Linked DNA regions of Mus musculus: region 1 is linked to region 2. Evidence: chromatin contacts called from public promoter capture Hi-C data. All regions are on one chromosome and are shown on one strand. The core of a region is the stretch at or near the end of the contact, and the rest is flanking DNA. Distances in the headings are between cores, read along the strand shown.

Evidence for each region. Promoter capture Hi-C pulls out the DNA fragments that hold promoters and counts their contacts.
Region 1: a promoter capture Hi-C map of liver shows a contact between it and region 2, with 1.7 times the contacts expected there. The contact joins two enhancer-like sites. A contact is called at or near these places in 7 of 39 promoter capture datasets (the C10 cell line, the HPC-7 cell line, embryonic stem cells and 4 more) and 1 of 115 datasets of contacts at active chromatin or transcription factors (embryonic stem cells).

What each region holds. Positions count from the first base shown.
Region 1 is chr19:42,688,666-42,692,295 of GRCm38.p6, forward strand. No RefSeq gene overlaps it. Among named protein-coding and RNA genes, the nearest start is that of Gm25216, 9.4 kb to the right of the region's middle. Within about 2 kb of position 1,301, at least 29 of the 459 cell types and tissues checked have an H3K27ac peak or open chromatin away from gene starts, as enhancers often do. A contact at or near this core is called in liver, where this site is marked.
Region 2 is chr19:42,459,379-42,462,913 of GRCm38.p6, forward strand. No RefSeq gene overlaps it. Among named protein-coding and RNA genes, the nearest start is that of Gm41849, 17 kb to the left of the region's middle. Within about 2 kb of position 2,228, at least 12 of the 459 cell types and tissues checked have an H3K27ac peak or open chromatin away from gene starts, as enhancers often do. A contact at or near this core is called in liver, where this site is marked.

The DNA of each region.
Region 1 (3,630 bases), core at 51-2,550, 230 kb after region 2:
TTGCCCAGTGCTCTAGTCTGGACCTTTAGCTTCCTGGGGTTTCTAACTGTGCATTTTGAGCATTCTGACACCCCCATGTGCCATAGTATGCTGGCATATGTGACTCTAAAGCCACAGGGCTTGCCAGGGCCATATGCAGCTTTTCTTTATTACATGGGCAAGGTCTGAGGTGTGGCCTGGTTGAAAACAGCCGTTCTGAAGTTTTGACACTAATTTCTGAAAGCCTGAAATGCCTGATACCCACAGGCTAGCATGTGACTGTGATACATGCTGAGTGTCTCTAACCCCAAACTTCTAAATAATCCAGTTCTGGAACTTTTTGAGGTCCTATATGACACACAAACGTAAAATTCCACACCTGACCTCATTTACCGTGTTGAAGTCAACAACACAGGCTCATTTAAAATACTACATAAAATTACTTGCAAATTGTGTTCATAACATGTATAGGAAACACAAATTTGATGTTTAGATTTGGGGTACACCCCCAAGCTATCCCACCACATATATGCAAAGATTCCAAAAGCTGTCCAAGAAAAAAAATTCAGAAATCTGGTTCCAAACTTTTCAGATTAGAGGTGCTCACACTGAACCCATTTGCTTTCTAGATGATTTTGGCTTTCTAGACACACGTGACCAGAGGGGCATTGTATGTTGTCCATCAGGAAATACACAAAGGCGCGGTGTCACCTGCCCGCACACACAGTTCCAGAAAACCACACTCGAGGGGGTGCGGAAATCAATACGGAAAATGAGACACTCAAGTTACCGCAAAGGGCTATTTTTGCTTATTCCAAATTGCTCTGTTTCTGTAAGTAGCTATTTTCAGTCAGCCGCTTCCCTGGCTATGTATAGGGACGGCACTGCAATTTAAACACAAGTGGTAAGTGAAAAGAAATCTGCAAATAGGCTCGCACCCCAGGGATAAATCTGGGGCAATTGAAAATGTGGTGGAGGTTGGTTCTTTCCCCAAATTCGGAGCCACTTCAAATTCCACTCACAGATTGGAACTCATCAAGAAATAAATATCCATGTAAGCTGGTGGGACACTTTCTAGTAAGTGTTCAGGGTTTAAAAATAGGGATTTCAAAGGCAGTGTCTCCTGAGTGTCTGGGGGCTACTCCCTGGGCTGTCCTGCCCTGCCAGCCAGGGACATGTTTAGACAGCAGGTGAGGGGAAGCTGGGTCTATTTTTAAAGGTTTCTGGTTTTCTGATCGTTGCCAGGGAACCTGGGGACACAAGGAGTGTGACTTGGAAGGTGGCCTCACACATTGGGTCAGTGAATCATCTGTCAATTATTTACTGGTCCCACTGCTCAAATAGAGCGGATCTGCCTACGGGAGTTGGGTGTCCTTTGCCAGCACATTGGTTTCTCTGCCTTTTCTTTGCACTTTGGCCAGGGCATTTCCTGTTTTCCGTAATGTCTCACAGTTCACATTCCCTCCTAAAGTCTTCTAAGAGTCCAGATTGGGCTAACCCACCACCCTGTTAGTATGGATGGCCCATAGAAATCTTGGAAGCCCTTAATGGTGGATGCCTCTTGGGGAAGGGGTGAAGAGAGGCCCCAAAGCTTTTACTGCCCTTGTTTCTGTGTGGGTTGAGTTTGGTACATTGAGCTGGTATGTCTTTCATAATTTTCAAAGCTTCTCAAATGTTCAATTTGCTTCCTATGTGCCAAGAACTCTTCCTCATGCATCAGAGTCCTGGGTAGTAACCATTGCATTTGTCACCCACAGCCTTGAGAAGAAGTGGTCACCACAGGTGGAGGTCATTGGAACACTCAGGGGCAGGGCTCTGGAAGGCACAGCTGCCTGAAGATTGGCTGGCAGGTTGTCACTCAATGGCAGTGACAAATGTCATTGCAGGTATCTAGGTTTGCGCTGGGTGCCCTTTGCTTGGAAATGTCACAGGGATTTAGGTTTCCACTGTTCTGTGACTCTGTGTGCTGCCTCAGTGTCTCTTTAGCCCTGGCCTTGAGGGGTGTTCTCCATAAAGCCTCACCAATTTCTGCTTTCTTTTCTTTTCTTTTCTTTTCTTTTCTTTTCTTTTCTTTTCTTTTTTCTTTTCTTTTCCCTTTCCCTTTCCCCCTTTCCCTTTCCCCTTTCCCTTTCCCTTTCCCCCTTTCCCTTTCCCCCTTTCCCTTTCCCCCTTTCCCTTTCTCCCTTCTTTCCCTTTCTCCCTTCTTTCCCTTTCTCCCTTCTTTCCCTTTCTCCCTTCTTTCCCTTTCTCCCTTCTTTCCCTTTCTCCCTTCTTTCCCTTTCTCCCTTTTCCCTTTCCCTTTTTCCCTTTCCCTTTTTCCCTTTCCCTTTTTCCCTTTTTCCCTTTCCCTTTTTCTCTTTCCCTTTTTCCCTTTCCCTCTTCCCTTTCCCTCTTCTCTTTCCCTCTTTCCTTTCCCTTTCCTTTCCTCCTCCTCCTCCTCCTCCTCCTCCTCCTCCTCCCCCTCCTCCTCCTCCTCTTCCTCCTCCTCCTCCTCCTCCTCCTCCTCCTCCTCCTCCTCCTCCTCCTTCTTCTCTCTCTCTCTCTCATCTTTAATTTTTATCAGGCAAATTCACCACTCAGTCCTGTATGAATCTCCTAGTTTCCCATGTCCAAAAGCTGTGGACAGATGCAAGTTCTGTAAAAGAGGTTTTTAGAAAATTGTTGGATCTACGTGAACTCCATATCACAAGTAAGGGGAGGAAGTGATGCCAGGGAAGGGGACCAAGGAGGACAGAGTAGACTGACCTTGGGGCTTTGGCCCTAGAGATGCAGTTTCACCCCAGCTCGAGGGCACTCTTTCCCCTGGTGGCTTGCTTTATAGCCTTGGGAGTAGTGTCACCTCTTGTCGCTCATTGTTTGACTTCTGGGAGAGAAGTCATACCAATACAGCTGTCCAGGAGGATGACATATCCTTCTAGCTGTTATGAGCCCCAACGAGGGATAAATAGAGAGATATCAGTCTGATTGGACAGGAGCTTTATGGAGCCTACCTAGGTCCCTGCACTCTCCGAGACATTTACAAATTGGTTGGACCGTGTTTTTATTTTTTCCACTACCTCAAGGCCATACCATTTTTCTTTTTAATATACAGACCATGCCTCAAATGAAGTAAGTGCCAATAAATATTTGTTGAATTGATTTTCCTGTTCAGAGACATGGCAGATGGACCCTCCTGCCTTATGAGCATAATTCTTTAGTTTGACTCTCGTTGAATTTCTTCCTTGTGGATATTGGTCTCATCAGGCAATGGAGGCTCTGAGTCTTAGCTGAGCTCTTTCTGGGTCAGCAAACACAAAGGCAACCCAATGCTGTTATAGGGTAGGCGGAAAAGAGACCCCAAGGTTGGATTATGGACTTGATCTAGACTGCCCTTCCCCTGATGGGTTTTGGGGAAGTGATGACTTCATGAGGCCTCTGACCTCAACATTGGATCAATCCACTGATGGGTTTGTAATTAGCTGGACAATAGGGATGTGATAGAATCTTTGGGACAGGGTATGAGGGCTTCTCAGAGGAAGTAGACCACTAGAGGCATGCTCTTGCTGGTCTCTCTCTCTCTAACCCTCCTTCCTTTCCTTTCTCCTTCCCGGGTCTCCCCACTGGTTTGTTCACAGGGACCCCAGGGTCTCTAAGTTTGACTGGTTATTGGGA
Region 2 (3,535 bases), core at 978-3,477:
CTTACAGAGGTTGTGTGGGTCAGACGAGCAAGCCCCCTGCTCTGAAGTCTCTGCATCCGGCATGGCCCAATCAAGTATGTAACCATGGTTACTGGGTGAGCACACCCAGCCCTGGGGTCTTGGGGAGCACTTCCCTTGACTCCGCTATAGCTGATGATTTAGGACCTTTCCATCCATGTCTCCCAGACCCAGACATCCTACTCCCCCCCCCCCCCAGCTTTCCTTCAGAGGAGTTGACAGGAGACATTTTGTCCTCCAGCCTAGAACTCGACCTAAATCTCAGGAGGAGATGTGCCAAGACACTAACCTGTTTGCCAACCCCTTTGCCCAGGTGCCCTGGCCGGCTCCCAATGCTATAATCAATCACGGCCAGCTTCTCCCAGCCACTTGATGCATTCTGTCAGCATGGTGCTTGTCTGTCCTTGTTCTCATCCGGTGCATGGCACCAGCCCTCACTCACACAAACTATGCTGAGCTGCATCGCTTACCAGGGTGAACTCGGGGGAATGACGAAAATAATAAGTAAAGCAGCAAAGAAAGGAAACGGTAGCCATCTGCGCCCTATTTCTAAGGTTTTTCTTTTTCCTGTGCCCACCTGTCACAGTGTGAAGGGTAAAGAATTAGATGGAAGGGCCACACTCTACGAGTCAGGCCGTCTGCCCCTGGGGAAGGCCCACGTGGGACTTCTGAGCTTCCTGTTTGGTTTATGGGGGTATAGCTTCTAGAGAGCCAGGATACCCACGCAGGAAGGACTGATGCAGGCTTCCATGGAAAGGCAGATCCCTCAAAGTAAGACTGTCCCAGGCGGGCATTCTGTGAGCTCCTTGCTTTACAGATGGGGAAACCGAGGCCAAGACTGCATGGGTAGTGATGGAACCAAAGCTAGAAGGGCCAGGGAGCGAGTCTGGCTGATGCACCACCCTCCTTCCTCCCACTGACCGTATCCACCTTCCAGGATGGCGTCTCCATCATTGGAAGGGTCTCAAAGCTGGAAAGAACACCAATGGTGTCGTTTTGAGGGGAGATTTTTGGCAGTGTTAAGGAGCCAAGCGGGGACAGCAGATGGGGCCCAGGGAGGGGTCAGAGAGTCTGGAGGGGAAGCCGATTGTCCCTCACACTGGTGCTCTGTTCTCCCCCATTCTGTCTCCTTCTGGCCATCTTGATGACTTTCCCTCCTGTGTCTCCTCCCGTGACCACTCTTACTCAGCCATAAATAGAAGTACATTCATCATTACTTTCTGTTTTTAATGAATAATACACTATAGCCCCTGATCTGAATTTTAAGATCTCTCTCTCTCTCTGTCAACCTACAGCAGGCAGTTGTCTGCTAAGTACTGATTAGAAATCTTCAAAGTGCCCAGCACTGAGCTAGAAGTTGAGATACAGCTGTGGACAAGATAGCCTGCCCACATGCAGCTTCTCCTCTAGTGAGACAGCACCTGCCTCTGTCCTCATCCCTCACTTAGTGACTCAATTTGTATGTATCACTTTCTTTCTGACCTGTGTGTGTGTGTGTGTGTGTGTGTGTGTGTGCGAGAGAGAGAGAGATAGAGAGAGAGAGAGAGAGAGAGAGAGAGAGAGAGAGAGAGAGAGAGAGAGATATCCTTCTTGTAGAACAATCCCCACCCTGGTAAAACCCCACTGTCTAGTGTGGTCTGTATGAGGAACGCAGGTAGAAAGCAGAGTAGATGGTCAAGTCAATGGTCACTCCCTATGTCCTACATCCACTCTGCTGCTTCCCAGGGCTCAAGGGCTACCACAGTTTGGATAAATAGTGGTAGCAGCTGACTGTCTCCAGGGGACTAAGGGCAGTTTGGGGAAGAGTGTGGACGGGAAGCATTGTGTTGGCCACGTGACAGAGGCCCAGAAAGATTTGCTGAGTAAACTTCAGTAGCTGGGAGCTTGCCTGCAGGCGTTGGTGGTCTAGTGACCTGTGACCATCACGGAACTTCACCCGAGAGCCACATCACCCTGAGCCCTGCCACCATGGTCCTTTACTTCTTGTGGTGTCTTTCGTTCCTAGGAAGCTTGTTTCTGGCTTGCCTGCAGCTGCTGAGGTTTGCAAAGTCTCGGGGAATGTCTGTAAGGGAGGGAGGGTCCTGTTTATTCCAGAAATGCTCCTCTCCGGAGCAGACAGGCCCGGGGAGAAGAAGGCTGGCTGGTGCTTGCACAGTAAGAGCCTATAATTTGCTCAGGGAGGCGAACCCAGAGCCTTATCCCTCTGAGCCAGAGATTAAAGGCCTGGACTTATGATTGCAGCCCGGCTGGGGATCTCTGCCACACACCCACAGGGAGCCCCAAGAGCACAGCTGCCGCTGGAGGAAGCCAGCGTGGGGGACCGCTGGTGGCAGGCTGTTGAAAACAAATGGGGCAAAGAAACGATTCCGATGCTATCGATTGGCGCTGATGTTTGCAGAACATCCGGAAATGACTTACTTGGCTCCAAAACCAATAGGGAAACTGAAGTCAATGAGCCTAGGGTGTATCTTGCTGAACCTTGTGAAGGGGGTTTTGATGCCCCTAGCCCATCCCCCACCACTCACCCTACCCACCCCCACCCCCACTGAAATCCTGCTGGGGGCGAGGGGAGGGGGTGACACAAGCTGGCCCAGCTCCATCTTCCCTCCCTTTACCTCAGATGGCCTCCAGCCTTAATGCGTTCCTCAGCCTCCCACGAGCTGGCTGGCTGCCTCACCACCACATCTGGCCTCTGGTCCCCCCTGGCTACTGTCATCAAGGCTCCACAGCGTGAGGAGATGTGGATGAGCGCTCTCACCCCTCAGGTTCGACAGACAAATGGAGGTTTTGCAGTTGTTTAGTTAAGAGGAACTCCACTAGTAAGTTATAAAAACCAACCAGAGAAGAGAATTTTCAGAGGCCTAGGGATGGTGGGTTTACGGAGCAGGGATGTCCGAGTCTTCAGAGCTGCCTTTGGTCTCTATCTTCCCCTTGCCCTCTCCCTCCCTGATTGCCACCACCTCGTGTTAGTTTGACGTGTCTAGGTAGCACATGACAAAATGGGATCAAAGGAGCACGGATTGTGGTAGAAGAAACACCTCTGAGAAGGCTCAGTCTAACGGGGAAGAAGCACCGCAGGTTTGCCCTCCAAGTGTACGAGAGGAACGGGGAAGATGAGAGCCGTTTGGCTCCTCTGCCAAGCTCTGCAAGGCTGCGGAGGAGCGCTGGCATCACAGTGGGCTGCCTGAAGAAACTGGTGTCCAAGAAGGGGCCTGTGTTCCACCAGCTCAGCTCCCTCCTAGGCTAAGAGCAGGCCTTGGGAAACACGGCCTTGGGGATGGGAGTCTAGCATGAGCCATATGTGATTCTATTCTGTGCCTCAGGAGCCTGCCTGCTCTGTCCTGTGAGTCCAGGCAAACTGGAAGCCAGCTAGAAGCCAGCCGGAAGCCAGCTGGGAGCCAGCCGGAAGCCAGCCGGAAGTCAGTGCACAGGCGGAGTTTGGATGTCAGGGGACGACGGCCCTATCTCATTCCTTTTTTGCACCCATGTCTTTTGTTTTCTTTATCCCTTCACTACG